Regions from separate parts of the Triticum aestivum genome. Here region 2 is linked to region 1. Evidence: chromatin contacts called from public Hi-C data. All regions are on one chromosome and are shown on one strand. Each heading gives the region's core, a stretch centred on a gene start, on an enhancer-like site or on the middle of the called end of the contact. The rest is flanking DNA. Distances are from core to core; before and after follow the strand shown.

Region 1 (6,463 bases), core at 3,017-5,516:
GTCCCTCAGTGCCGCGAGCTCGTACTCTAAGCTGGGGTCTTCTTCCGCGGACATGGAGCTAGAGGGGGGCAAAGGAACGCTGCCTTCCATGCCCAACATTCGGCTGTCATCACCCGGTCTCTGATCAGAAAGCAGTGGAGTGTGCAGATCCTCAGCAGCAGTAGCAGGAGATGATGGAACTATCTCGGACACTTCAGACACATCATCACGCTCTGCCTCCATTGTGCTCACCTCGAGCGCGAGTTCCTGGGCCTCCCTCCTCAGAAATTTCTCTAGGCTTTCAACCAAGAGATGCTCAAATGAGCCATGGTCCTCTTTCCTGACATCCTTGTAGCCATAACGTGCGACACAACGGAACATGTGGTAGTCCTTCTGGCCAACCCTTCTGAACAAGAACCTTTCTTCAAGCGGCACATATGGGACAGGAACATATTTGATGCAAACAAAAACGATCGTGGAGTGCATTGCTGGCAGTGTGATCAACAGATGACCAAAGATCGATGGGATTCCCTGGACCAGCTCATTGTACACAAGTCCAATACCTGGAACTCTTACTGTGCCAAGTGTCGATCCCAGGTCGAGAATAAAGTCCAGGGATATCTTCCCACGCATCTCACTCTGGTATTTCAACACGCTTCCATAGTTCCATGTATACATTATGCAAAGAAACAATGATGAGAAAGCAAGTGGTAACCATCCTCCTTCTAGCAGCTTTGACATGACAGCAGTTAAGTAAATGAACTCCATTGCACCAAAAAATATAGGGAAGCACAGAACAAGGTACAGATTGGTTTGCCATATAAGAAGCATCACCAAGGTTACCAGTGCAGTGCTGACCATCATGACTCCAACTTCAGCAATGCCTGGAATTTTTTTTAGAGAATCGTGTGAGAAACAAATCAGATAGTTGCTTTGCTGAAGATAAATAATATCATATGCAGTGTTCATCATGAAATGGAGCAGTAACTGGCCATCAGTTGATTGTTATGCAACATAATATCTTATAGCCATGCCAAAAAGCTGAACATTATTGCCACAATAGTTTATCAAAGATACGTATTCTAGATGCTAAAACAAGAAGGATATTGTTGTAAATTCCTTAAAAACAAAAACACTGACCATATGCATTGGCAATATCGTTCGTACTCCTGAAAGTGGCCACGATGATGATGCACATGATCATGAGAAACCAATTCATCACAGGTATGTAAATCTGACCCATGACTTTCTTGGAGGTATGGATTATTTTGATCCTAGGAAAGCAACCAAGAGCCATAGCCTGCTTTATGCAAGAGAAGGTTGCAGATATCATAGCTTGGCTGGCAATCATAGCAGCAAGTGTAGCAATCACAAATACTGGCCAGAACAGAACTTCTGCTTTGCAAATAAAACAAAAATACTTAATGAGGGAACATCACATGGATAATTATTTACAGTGATAATAACCTAGAGTCCTAGACAGTCTGATATATCTATGCCATCCGAACCCGAGCAGCTTACCTGGTACAGAATCATAAAATACCCTTTCTACATCAAGTGGATGCTTCATCAAATATGCAGCTTGGCCCATGTACGCAATAAGCAGGCAAGGGAATACCACAGCAGTAAATGCTAGCTGGAACAAACAAAAGGAAATGTCAACTTAGCTCTGATAAAAAGTGATTCACAAATTTCAAATCAATCACACAGTAAAATCAGGAAAAGGTGTATCTCAGTTAACTAGTCAATGTCTTAACTTGTATTGATTTGACAGTGAAATGGCCCAGATCAGCAAACATTGCTTCAGCTCCTACAATTGCAACAAGAAATGAGTCTTGGGCTCTTGGCCGTATGCAGCAGAATAACTTTCAGTTGTAGGATTTATGACTGGTAAAATCGATGACCAATCAGCCCTTATGATTCACTCAGCATAAATTTCGAGTTACATTTGTTAGTAGTGAAACAAGTGAAGCACTGCCATCCAAATTATGTCAGATAATATCATGACATCCAGAATGCTACAGTATGGGGACAGGCAGAAGAGGATAATTTTCATCCCTTTTAATATTCTTATAGTTTCTATGTAACTGTCTTGGTACTGCTGAATATAGGAATGCCAAAAACATCACAAGACACAGTGTGACTGTAAATTCTGTAATATTGGCGCTGGCTATTTTAAAGGATACGAGGAAAAAAAACTAAATTAAGAAACCAGACAATGCTGGAGTAAGAGGTACCTGTGATGCACAAGACACAACCACCGAGAGCTGACCATGCCTTTATGCCGTTCATCTTGAAAAAATAATAGATGTACATTGGATTGAGTGCTCTCACGACTGACGTGTCATACTTAATTATGTTGTATATTCCAATGGAGCCCAAATTAAGAAACCACAAAGCCAAAACGGGAGCGAACATGATTCCAACTTTGCCAGTTCCAAAGCTCTGGACACTGAATAATAGCAGAAGAACTAGGATTGAAACAATTACAACAGCATCTGCAAAAAAAAAAGATGAAGCAAGGAGATACTTATGTTCTTGTGGCTTTGGAAAGTAGGATTGTATGAAAAGATGGTTTAATATGTCGGCGGTGATATAATGACAGGACATAAGCAGACAGTTGCAATATTCATGAAGGGCATAACAAATACTCCCTCCGTAAACTAATATAAGAGCGTTTAGATCACTAAAATAGTGATCTAAACGCTCTTATATTAGTTTACGGAGGGAGTACCAAACCTGCATCAAATCCAGCAACTTGACCCTGGAGACCACTGACAGCAGACATAACTGAACATAACAGAAAACAAGAGACGAGGGTCAGGGACGATGCATTTTCGAGGTGAATAGCCATTTCAGAATCTGTGTTGGTAGAAGAAATAAGGACAAAAGAGTGTGGACATGAAGCACCTGACATTGACGGAGTGAGGATGCCATCTCCAATCACCATGGAAGTCCCCATCAGAACCAAGAACAGGAGAATATTTTTGTAGAGTGGCTTCTTTTCTAGGTAGTCTTTGACAAGCAGAGCACGTTCAAGCTCAGGAGTAGGTAACTTGAGCCTAAAACTAGAAATATTTTCATCCACACGCTGCTGATTCGGCAACAGGCTGACTTTTGCATACCTGCAAATCAACGAATATAATGCAAACGTGCCCCCTGCAAACCATGAGATGATTCAGTCGGTAAGCCAAACCAATCTGGACAGGAGCGTACACAACTGATGGTCTACAAGCATTATTTACAGGACCAGTTTTGCATCTTACCTTCGCCATTGTCATTGGCTTTCAGGACTATAAATACGTATTTCGCAAAAGGAATCAACGCTATCGTGTACATGACCAGCGAAAGCGCTCCAAGGATCTCCACCTCTGACTTGATGGGGACCTTGCTGAACACATCGCTGAAGACATATAGAGGGCTCGTACCCATGTCACCATAAACAACTCCGAGGGTTTGAAATGCCATCGCGACGGTGCCCATCAACGATATATCCTGGTGCAAGGTGCAGCCAAGAGGGGTTAAGCATCGCTTCCATTGCTACATGTGGTAGAAAAATATCCGACTCATCAAAGAAAAAAAAGGGCACGCGTGTTTTCAGAGTCAGGCACGCAGATACTAGTTGATATATGAAATGCCCAACCAAAATGGCAGCAAAAGCACAGGCTCGTCAGGACTACAACCTCGGTAAACCTCGGGCGATCGATCCGTGTATCCAATGATGCTTTCGCCTATTGAGAAATGGTCAAAGGTCGCGTTGTTTTATACTGAAACAATTCCAACTCGCTACGCTAAGCCGCCAACGCCAATCAAACCGTCCCAAAATCAGCGGATCATCAGGGTGACGAACCTGGGCGCTGTGGCCATGCGCGCCGCGCACGTTCATGGACTCGACGTCGAGGGAGTCCACCCTCTTGGGCCGCTTCCCCAGCCTCCGGCGAAACGCGGAGGAGCTCCTCCGCGAGAGCAGGGCCCCTCCTGTGGCGCACAGGACCTCGGCCTCGTCGGCGGCCGAGAGGGCCCAGGGCTCCCGCTCGTCCTCGAGCGACCAGTGCGCGGACTCGGACGAGTCGACCTCGCTGGCGTCCACCCACCGCGAGCTGCCCCCCGATCGCTTCGGCCTGAGCGGCCGCGCCGACGGCGGCTGCTCCTCCTCCTGGATCCCGCCGTCGTCCATTTCCGTCCCCTCTGGCGCGGCGGCTCGGATCCGAGGAGAGCGCGGGCTGGTCCTGAGCGAGGCTGCGGCGAGGTGTGGTGTGGCGTGGCGCTTCGTGTTGGGCTTTCTTCGGGTTTCGGGTTTTCTTAATCGGGATTCGGGACCGTAGCAATGATGCGGGGGCAGCGTACGGCTAGGATTTCGTGTGGAATTATTGCGATTTGTTTAAGTGATCCGATGAGATGATCACGTTTGGCTTTTGGCGGCCAGTTGAGCTGTCTGTTGGTGAAATTGCATGCAATTTGTCTCTACACGTCCAGCCTCCCACATATTCGTAAGTCTGGTCACAATGGACAAGAACATAAACTAGTAACTTACACACTTCTCTAGACTATGTTTCTACCTTCATAGTGGGTAGGAACATCTATGTAGTGTCATGCAACGATGTATTTATTAGGTTATAGACTCATTGTTTCTTGAAGTGTGTGATGTTTCGGTAACTTAGCTAGTTACCACAAGCACCTCTCTCTTCATTAAATATGTGCCACATAAGCAAAGTTGTATTGGAGTGTGTGATGTTACTCCTAAGGCTGGTCATAGTGGGAGTAACATGGGTAGTAACATAGATGCCACATAATCAAAAATGTTGATGTGACAAGTAGTTAATGAGGAGAGAGGCAAATAGAGTAACCTAATATGTTACCATCACATAACGCTTTCCAATGCAAAATGAGTCTACAAGACAATAAATGATCATGTGTATGTTACTCCACATATGACACTTCCCATTATAAGGCCCTGTTTGGTTCCAAATAAGTCACCAACTTATAAGTCGAAAAGTGCAAAAATTGACTTATTTTGCCAAACAGACCTAACTTATAAGTCACCCCAACTTATAAGTCATAAGTTGCTCCACCCCAACTTAAAACTTATAAGTTATCCCCTTTTGCATGGGTCCCACCACCTTTACCGAAAAAAATAAAGTGGGAAGGTGTGCTCAGGTGACTTATAAGTCAAGTGACAACCAAACATGCATGACTTATAAGTCATTGGTTTTAAGTCACCTGACTTATAAGTCAGGTGACTTATTGAAACCAAACAGGCCCTAAGGGTAGTAACATAAAGTAGTAACGTATGCATGTTACTACTCTAAGTTACTTTCCACTATGACCAGCCTAAGTTCCTCCCCATTGTGACCAGTCTAACTGAACCCTTTGTGTACTTGCTATAGTAATTTTCAGTGGTACGTGTCCCCTCCGGCCCTCCCACATATGTTTTTCCAGTGAACTCTTTTTTTTACTGTAGTAACTTTGTTTCTTTCATGCCAAGCAAGGAGATCAGTTTTTCTTTTTGTTCTTGTTTAGACTCACCAAAGTGGTCGGTAAAGACAACATGGGTTACACTTACACGCTACAGTGCCATCTTTCAGTTGTTGAGTGATTCGTCCTCTCGCCCTCTGCCCTCTGCGCTACGTCACGTGGAAAACTAGTACGGTAGGCGACAATAATAATAGAGACACGTAACATCACAATGCTGCTCTGCCAGTCCAGTGCATGGGGCGGGGCCGGCACAGGTTATTATCAGCGTGGCGTCGATACATTGGTGCGTTCGCAACCGGGGACGGGTTTTTCTGATGAGAATTGAAGCGTGAGATCTCAGGTCCGATGGGGCGCCGTCGCAGGCGGCTTCCACTTGACAAATATCCGGGAACGGCGCCGTAACTGCGTACACACGGCGGTTGTGCCCGACGAAAGCAGCAGTTCGACGACTCGTTTTCTTTTATCTTTTTTATTTAGCTTGAGATTTTGGCCAAGGACTACGAAGAGATACTGATGTATGATCCGTACAACGACATGTATATCATATCCTCGTTTCAGATTGCTCCTCTTATTTTTAACATTGAGATGGCTCATGGAACAGGGATAAGGTATACACTAATTTATTTTTTATCTTTTTGAGAATAGGTATACACTAAAGTTAATAGTGTCACCATCAGCTCCTTAAATCAACTAGTCAATGTGTACGTGCAATGCACGTTAATCTGGAAGATATTAAGTGCATGCGGATATTAAGTAGGATATTATTTGCATGTTATTATATGATTAACACTATTTTTGGTATAAAATTAACTGCACGCTAAACGTGTTGAGCGCTCGACATTAAAGCAGTCTAGGTCGTTGGATTGACATGATTTGATGGGAGATTAATTGAATCTGCCCCGTTGGGTCTTTTTATATTGGTATAGATATAGATGAATGGGTTGTCGTCGTCGGTCGTCATTGGCTACATATCTATCACTGATAGTAAAATGCCCGTGCGTTCAGTGGC
Region 2 (6,388 bases), core at 1,656-4,155, 500 kb after region 1:
GGGAGTTGCACATAGAGTGAACTAGAAAATGTCATTATATATTAGTATTATTTTTCATATCAGTTAGTTAAGCCAAATATTTCTTTATTATTGTGCTTCACTAGTGATACATAAGGCATTGATATTTGAAGGTGCATAAGCTTCCACACCAACAGTCGATCATGAATTGATGCCTAAAAACATTTTGTGCATTCGACAATCGTATGGGAGCATGGAACCAGTTCCTTCAGTGAAGAGATACATTGACTTTGTTGTCATTTAACAAATATTATGTATAAATAAGATGTCAGCACTGTGTAGATTTCTGAAAAAGAGAATGGTGCTATGGAGGGTGAGTAACAAACATATCATACTTGCCACGCTGAACTCAATACACGTCCACTGCTACTTTGTTGCTTATGTACGTGCCAGTAGTGTTGTACTGCTGTCCAAGTTCTTGCCATTTCAAATTTATATGCTACGGCCGCATGTAGTTTCAGATGCTTGTTATAGCTAATTGCCAGCTTAGTTAAGCCTATGTTATTTGCATGTTCCAGCAGTGTTACTGGCTGATGTCTAGATATTTATTTTCATATTTCATTTGCAACAATCAGTCCATGCTGGAGATGGAGAGCATTGGTCAGAGCGTAGAATCTACTGCTACAGTTGCGCTGGAAGATGATGCCAATAGCAGTTTCACGGTATACAGTTTGTATGAATTAAATAATTTTGTGTCGTTGTATCATATCATGTATTTATTTTTCCTTCTTTGAAGGGATGCAAAGGAGTTGGTTTCCGGCAGTATAGATAGTTACAGTACACCAAGGAAGAGAAGTAGCATGCCAATCCATGTAAGTATTATTCAATGTTCAGTATAGAAGTACAAATTTTACTTAATGATCCAGGGTTCAACATATGAACCTGAGTGTCCTGAAAGCTTACAGCCCATAACTGGCATGTTCTTTTATAAATGGGAGGATGGTGAGGTGTTTCTACACACGTTATGCTCATGTGGTTGGGTTTTCGGTTCGCAGATTTACACAGCCTAAGGGGAGTGATGGTAATACCAGTATGGAAGCGTTTTACTTGTGCATGGAAAGGATGGAGGGAGGAGAAAACTGTATTGAACGATCATGTGAAGAAGTCGAGGAAGAAAGTAAAGCTAACTAGTTGTGGTTGTGAGGCCATGATTAGCTTGAGGAGAAGAGATGATGGAAATTATGAGGTCCTCCGATTCGTCTGTCAGCACACGCATCAACTTGTCTCTACGAATAAGAAACAATTCACTAGAACTAACAGGGAAGTCAGTAGTGAATTGAGGAGCACATTCTTGACATGTCACAGCATTGATGAGCCCTTGCCAAAAAAATTGGCGTACACTAATTGGGACCAGGAGAGGTACCCAGAGAAATTGGTGTCAGACAGAGGTGGGAACTTGAGCCCCCAATCATCCTTGCTCATTGGTCAACCATCATAATATTCATTGAAGCATTTGAACAAAGCAGTCTGGTGCTTCCGTGCAATGGCCATATCCCGCGCCTTGCCATGGTGCTGGAATGCATTTGTGCTGTACCAAAGGGTCGAAAAAATTGATCGCTTTCGTTACCATGCCCCATACAATGATTACCCAGCCTTCTGGGCATGGTACTGGGATGAAGAACTGTTGTCCAAACAAAACCATAACTGGTTAATGCAGGTCAAAGGTGAAGAGAGCATGCACAAATTCTCTGGGTACCTCTCTTGGTCCCAGTTAGTGTACGGCAATTTTTTTAGCATGCATACAAAACCTGAAACAACATTATGCCACTCATTATGCAGGGATGAATCTGGGGCCTGTGTCATCCATATAGCCCGACACTTTGACGGGGGCAAGTTGAAGTTGCTGCTCGCGAAGGTCAGTTTGTGGCCTCGATAGCACAATTCAGTTTTATCTTTGTGTAAACCAGTTCAACCCTTTTTTTGACACCCCGTATGCATGCTTGCACAGCATAATGTCTCCAAAACCAAGATGGATACACTGCACGAGTGCATGAAGCTCCATGGGAATTCTCCACAGTCTCCCATGATGCACTATCTAGTCTTGGCACCATCCGATTCTGCATACGACGCTTAGCAAGCCAGATTATGCCTGAACCACCGTATCACTAGCCACTGCGATTCCCATAATATCTAGTTTGTTAGTTTGCATTATGTACCTTCAACCTTGTCACTGTTATGTACCCTCAACCTTGTCAATCTTAAGTTATTTCCATGGATGTCTGTCTTGCTCGACCCCACCTGCTTTCATAATTTCATCATCCTAGTACTCCTTTCGAGGGGTCCAGTTTTGATCCATCTTCAGTGATATGCCTCCGAATCAAAAGAGGACATCAGCAAGTACATCATGTACTAAACGTCATGGCCAACAGCTGAAAGATGTATCTCACCCAAATTGACAATACATTTTCTGCACTGATGCACAACAAAGAATCGAAATCAAGAAAGAATTTGTTGCAGCTGGCGGGGACTGAGATCTTTACTGATGTGGACTTAAAAAATCTGGGCAGTACCTGATCAGGGTGGGAAGAAGAAAAATGGTGTGGCGCGGCGCGATCTGACTACTGGTGTGGAGGAAGTATGAGGCAGCGCGCGACTAGGGCTGAATCTTGATGTAGAAGGTTGGTTGGTGGGGTCACGCAGAACATTAATTAAAGTGGTGTAGACGGACTCCGTTGGTGGACGAGGTATGAGCCGTGGCTCATATCGTTAGGAGCCTTATGAGCCGACTCCGGTTAGACAGCGCACGTCACATTAATTGGGTTGGCTGAGTGGGCCATGGTTGAGAATATGCTTCCATATACAATTTGCGATACACAGCCATATACAGGGGGGAGTGCGAATCATGAGGAGAAAGGACGTTGTACATAACCAGTGCATCTGAGCTCGGGCTCAGATAGGCACTTTCGGCTTGGGTGGGGGATAAAAGAGAGGGAGAGGAGCTAGCGGAGGGGATCTGTCGCGAGGAGAAGATGGGATGGATTCAACCGAGAGGATAAGGAACGAAAGGCTAAGCAGTGTGGTCCCACATGGACACGTGGTAGCAGAAGGAGGCGACTTAAGCGGACAGAAAATCAACCGGTTTAAAACTAGCGTTTCCCTTTCAAGATTCCATTTGGTTAGGTTATTTTAAAGTGACCCGTTTGGTTTTTTCTTTTTTCGAGAATCACCCGCTTTGGTTAGTGGTGTTGTCCCCATGACTTTGGGACCTGTCTGTCAGCTTCGGAAGCCCATATTGGTCCATAGGACTGGATCTTGTTCTTAGGCCTACTAGCTCAAGTGGACTGCCGCCCACATGAGATGTCAGATGTACTAACCCACCAGGATTATATCCCTAAAAAAACCACCAGGATTATTGTTGGACACGTGTAGCCAGCGCATGACCGTCTGGGATGTTTAGCGAGCGGTCTGCCACTTCAGGTAATTTCTTGTCTCCCCTTCTAATTAGAATAGTCATCAAGTAGTCCCTTTTCATGCTACGTATTAAATTTCAGCATATACATCTTCTCTTGTGCATGTATATGCATGTGCATGTGTTTGTTCACATTTATTTTGTAATTTTAAAATTTTAAAAATGCATAACTTTCAATAGCGTATCAAAATTCAGATCCGTTTTCATCGTTGAAACCCTCGCGACGTGCTCTTCAAAAGTAGATCCCACATGAAGATATTTTGATGAAATAGTCTTACTGTCAACTAAACAACAATATATGTGTAACTAGACTACATGCCGCGCCAACTGAGCATATGTGTGTGTCAATAGTTCTTCTGCCAACTAAATATCAATGTGTGTGTAACTAGACTACATTGCCGCGCCAACTAAACATATATGTGTGCTAATAGTCCTGCCAACTAAACATCAATATGTGCGCAACTAGACTACATTACCGCGCCAATTGAGTATATGTGTGTAACTAGTCCTGCCAACTAAATATCAATGTGTGTAGAACTAGACTACCTTGCCGCGTCAATTGCACATATATGTGTGCAACTAGTGTCCTGCCAACTAAACATCAATATGTGTGCAACTAGACTAAATTACAAGCCAACTGAGCATATGTGTGTGCAACTAGTCTTTCTGGCAACTAAACATCAATGTATGTACAACTAGACTATCAAAGTTGGTTTTAAAAAAATTTGCACCATGTAGTACTAAAGTTGCACAATGCAATACTTTAGTTGTACCATATAGCACCAAAGTTGGCATAAAAAAACTCATCGAAACATACCCATGCGGGTTTAGTTTCGAAGATCTCGTCACGATGAATCCAATGGTGAAAACGGATCTGAATTCCGACGTGTGGTTTAAAAGATATGACTTTTTAAAAATTTATGAGGTCAAAATAAAATGTGCGTAAATTTATGGGATTTGCTAAAACTCATTCGAATGTTTTTTTCTTTGGTCTCATTCGTTTTTGTGGCCGTCAGATCGAAACGCTCCACGATTCGTGTGTCCAGGTGGAGACTTCGCCCGACGGGGTGGCGCGGCCCATGTGTTGTCCCGCTGGCAGCCCATCTGTTGTTTTTCGTTGTATGGGCTGCAGCCTCCTCACACTTCCGTCAGGCCCTGATGTGGATGTGCATGTGGATGGATCGGTTAAGTACACAGGAGAGGAGAGAAGGTACCTATATACTACTACAATATACGACAAGACTCCTTTTTCTTCTTCTTATCTTTTTTTTTTTTTTTTTTTTTGAAACAGAGGCAAAAGATTTGCCTCATTCATTAATAAAGGAGAAGAGTTTTAGAGTACATGATTAATGGCTTCACATCATAGCCCGTCCGACAACAAAAGAAAGCAGTAGCTACTCTCGCGGCATGATGATACTCAGATGTCTAGCTCCCGCCGTGACCCAAAGCTTCGCTTCATCTTGGATAAGTTTTAGAATGTAGAAGGGCGGCGTTGATTTCTTCCTGAAAACTCTAGTGTTTCTCTCGTTCCAAATGACCCAACCAACAAGCATAGTCAGGGAAGCCATGGCCTTCCGGTTCGCCGTGTTGGGCTTCTACATGTTCGTCCACCAAGACTTGACGTTGTGCTCCGCCGACCATTGTTGGGTCTCCAGTGCCCCTAGTCCAAGCCACTCCTTTGTCAATCTCCATACACGCAGTGTGAACCTGCACCGAAAGAAGAGGTGCGCGGCTGTCTCGTTTTCCCTTCTACACAGGGTGCATAGACCGCAATTCTCCCAACCTCGCTTCTCCAATCTATCCGCTGTCCAGATCCTATTTTGAATCGCCAACCAGGAGAAGAACTTGACCTTGGGAGGTGCCCAAACCTTCCAAATAGTCTTGTTCATGGTGGTCGTCATGGAGCCCAGGAATTGGATCCTGTATGCGGAGGCCGCTGAGTACTCACCATTCGCCTCAAATTTCCAGGAGATATCATCATCAATGTCAGGTAAAAGTTGAAACTGCTCAAGTTGAATCCAAAGGTCCACAAACTCCACCATGTGGTTGATCGAGAGGTTAATGGAAGGGTTGATCTTGTGCACCCAGGCATTGTTTTGCAAGGCATCCCTCACCACCCACTTCTTCCGCTTGGAAGCTGCAAAGATTAGGGGGGCGATATCCTTCGGTTTTTTCCCCCTCAGCCACGGCGCTTCCCAGAAGGGTGTCTTCCCCCCATTCCCCATGGTAATGACTGTGGCGGCGTAGAAGAGGTCCATATCCACCTCCGAGCACGGGTTTCCTAAGCCCACCCACAGTCTCGATGGGTCCTTCCATTCCACCCACGGCCATCTTAGTCTGAGAGCCCTTGCAAATTTCCCCAAGTGTAGGACCCCAAGCCCGCCGAGATGCGTTGGCCGGCAGACTGTCTCCCAATTGATCTTGCATTTTGCGCCTGTAGTTGTATTCTGAGCTGACCAAAGAAAAGCACGCTCGATTCTATTAACGTTGTGCAACACACCGGGAGGGACGTTGAGGGCGGTGATGTGGTAGACGACTTGCGAAGTGAGGACCGATTTGACCAAGGCCGCCCGACCGATCGTGGTGATGTTTCTCCCTTGCCATGGAGGAAGCTTGGCGGCGACCTTGTCCTCAAGGTGCTGGAAGTCCACCCTTTTCAACCGCCAAATGGATAGAGGGAGGCCTAGGTACTTCAAAGGGAAAGACGTCCGCGAGGCGGGCAGGCTCTGAAGGATGTCGTCGAGGTTGAGGTGGCCACAACGAATTGCGACAACGGAGCTCTTCTGGAAGTTGGTGGACAAACCGGTGACCTCGCCGAAGGCACTAAGGATGGCCGCAAGGTTGTCAACGTCTTCTCGTGTTGGGGAGATGAAGATCGCCGCATCGTCCGCATAGAGAGAGGTACGAACAGTAGCTCCACGCCCTTGAATCTTGTGAAGTAGGTTGTGCATTGTGGCAACC

Evidence for each region. Hi-C and Micro-C count contacts between places; a contact is called where the count stands out from the background.
Region 2: a Hi-C map of leaf shows a contact between it and region 1, with 7 times the contacts expected there. The contact joins the enhancer-like site here to the promoter of LOC123111848 in region 1. A contact is called at or near these places in 2 of 5 Hi-C or Micro-C datasets (both in leaf).

The regions. Positions count from the first base shown.
Region 1 is chr5B:358,801,838-358,808,300 of IWGSC CS RefSeq v2.1, forward strand. LOC123111848 (potassium transporter 23) reads right to left here and starts at 4,267. Exons shown (of 9, transcript XM_044532725.1): 1 at 3,830-4,267; 2 at 3,246-3,474; 3 at 2,890-3,138; 4 at 2,719-2,769; 5 at 2,217-2,477; 6 at 1,737-1,789; 7 at 1,501-1,615; 8 at 1,120-1,374; 9 at 1-863. The coding sequence starts at 4,156.
Region 2 is chr5B:359,298,761-359,305,148 of IWGSC CS RefSeq v2.1, forward strand. It overlaps LOC123111850 (a long non-coding RNA gene), which reads left to right. Exons shown (of 10, transcript XR_006454808.1): 5 at 1-400; 6 at 594-680; 7 at 755-830; 8 at 1,014-1,682; 9 at 1,798-1,873; 10 at 1,967-2,234. Among protein-coding and RNA genes, the nearest start is that of LOC123111850, 6.2 kb to the left of the region's middle. Within about 2 kb of position 2,906, at least 6 of the 8 cell types and tissues checked have an H3K27ac peak or open chromatin away from gene starts, as enhancers often do. A contact at or near this core is called in leaf, where this site is marked.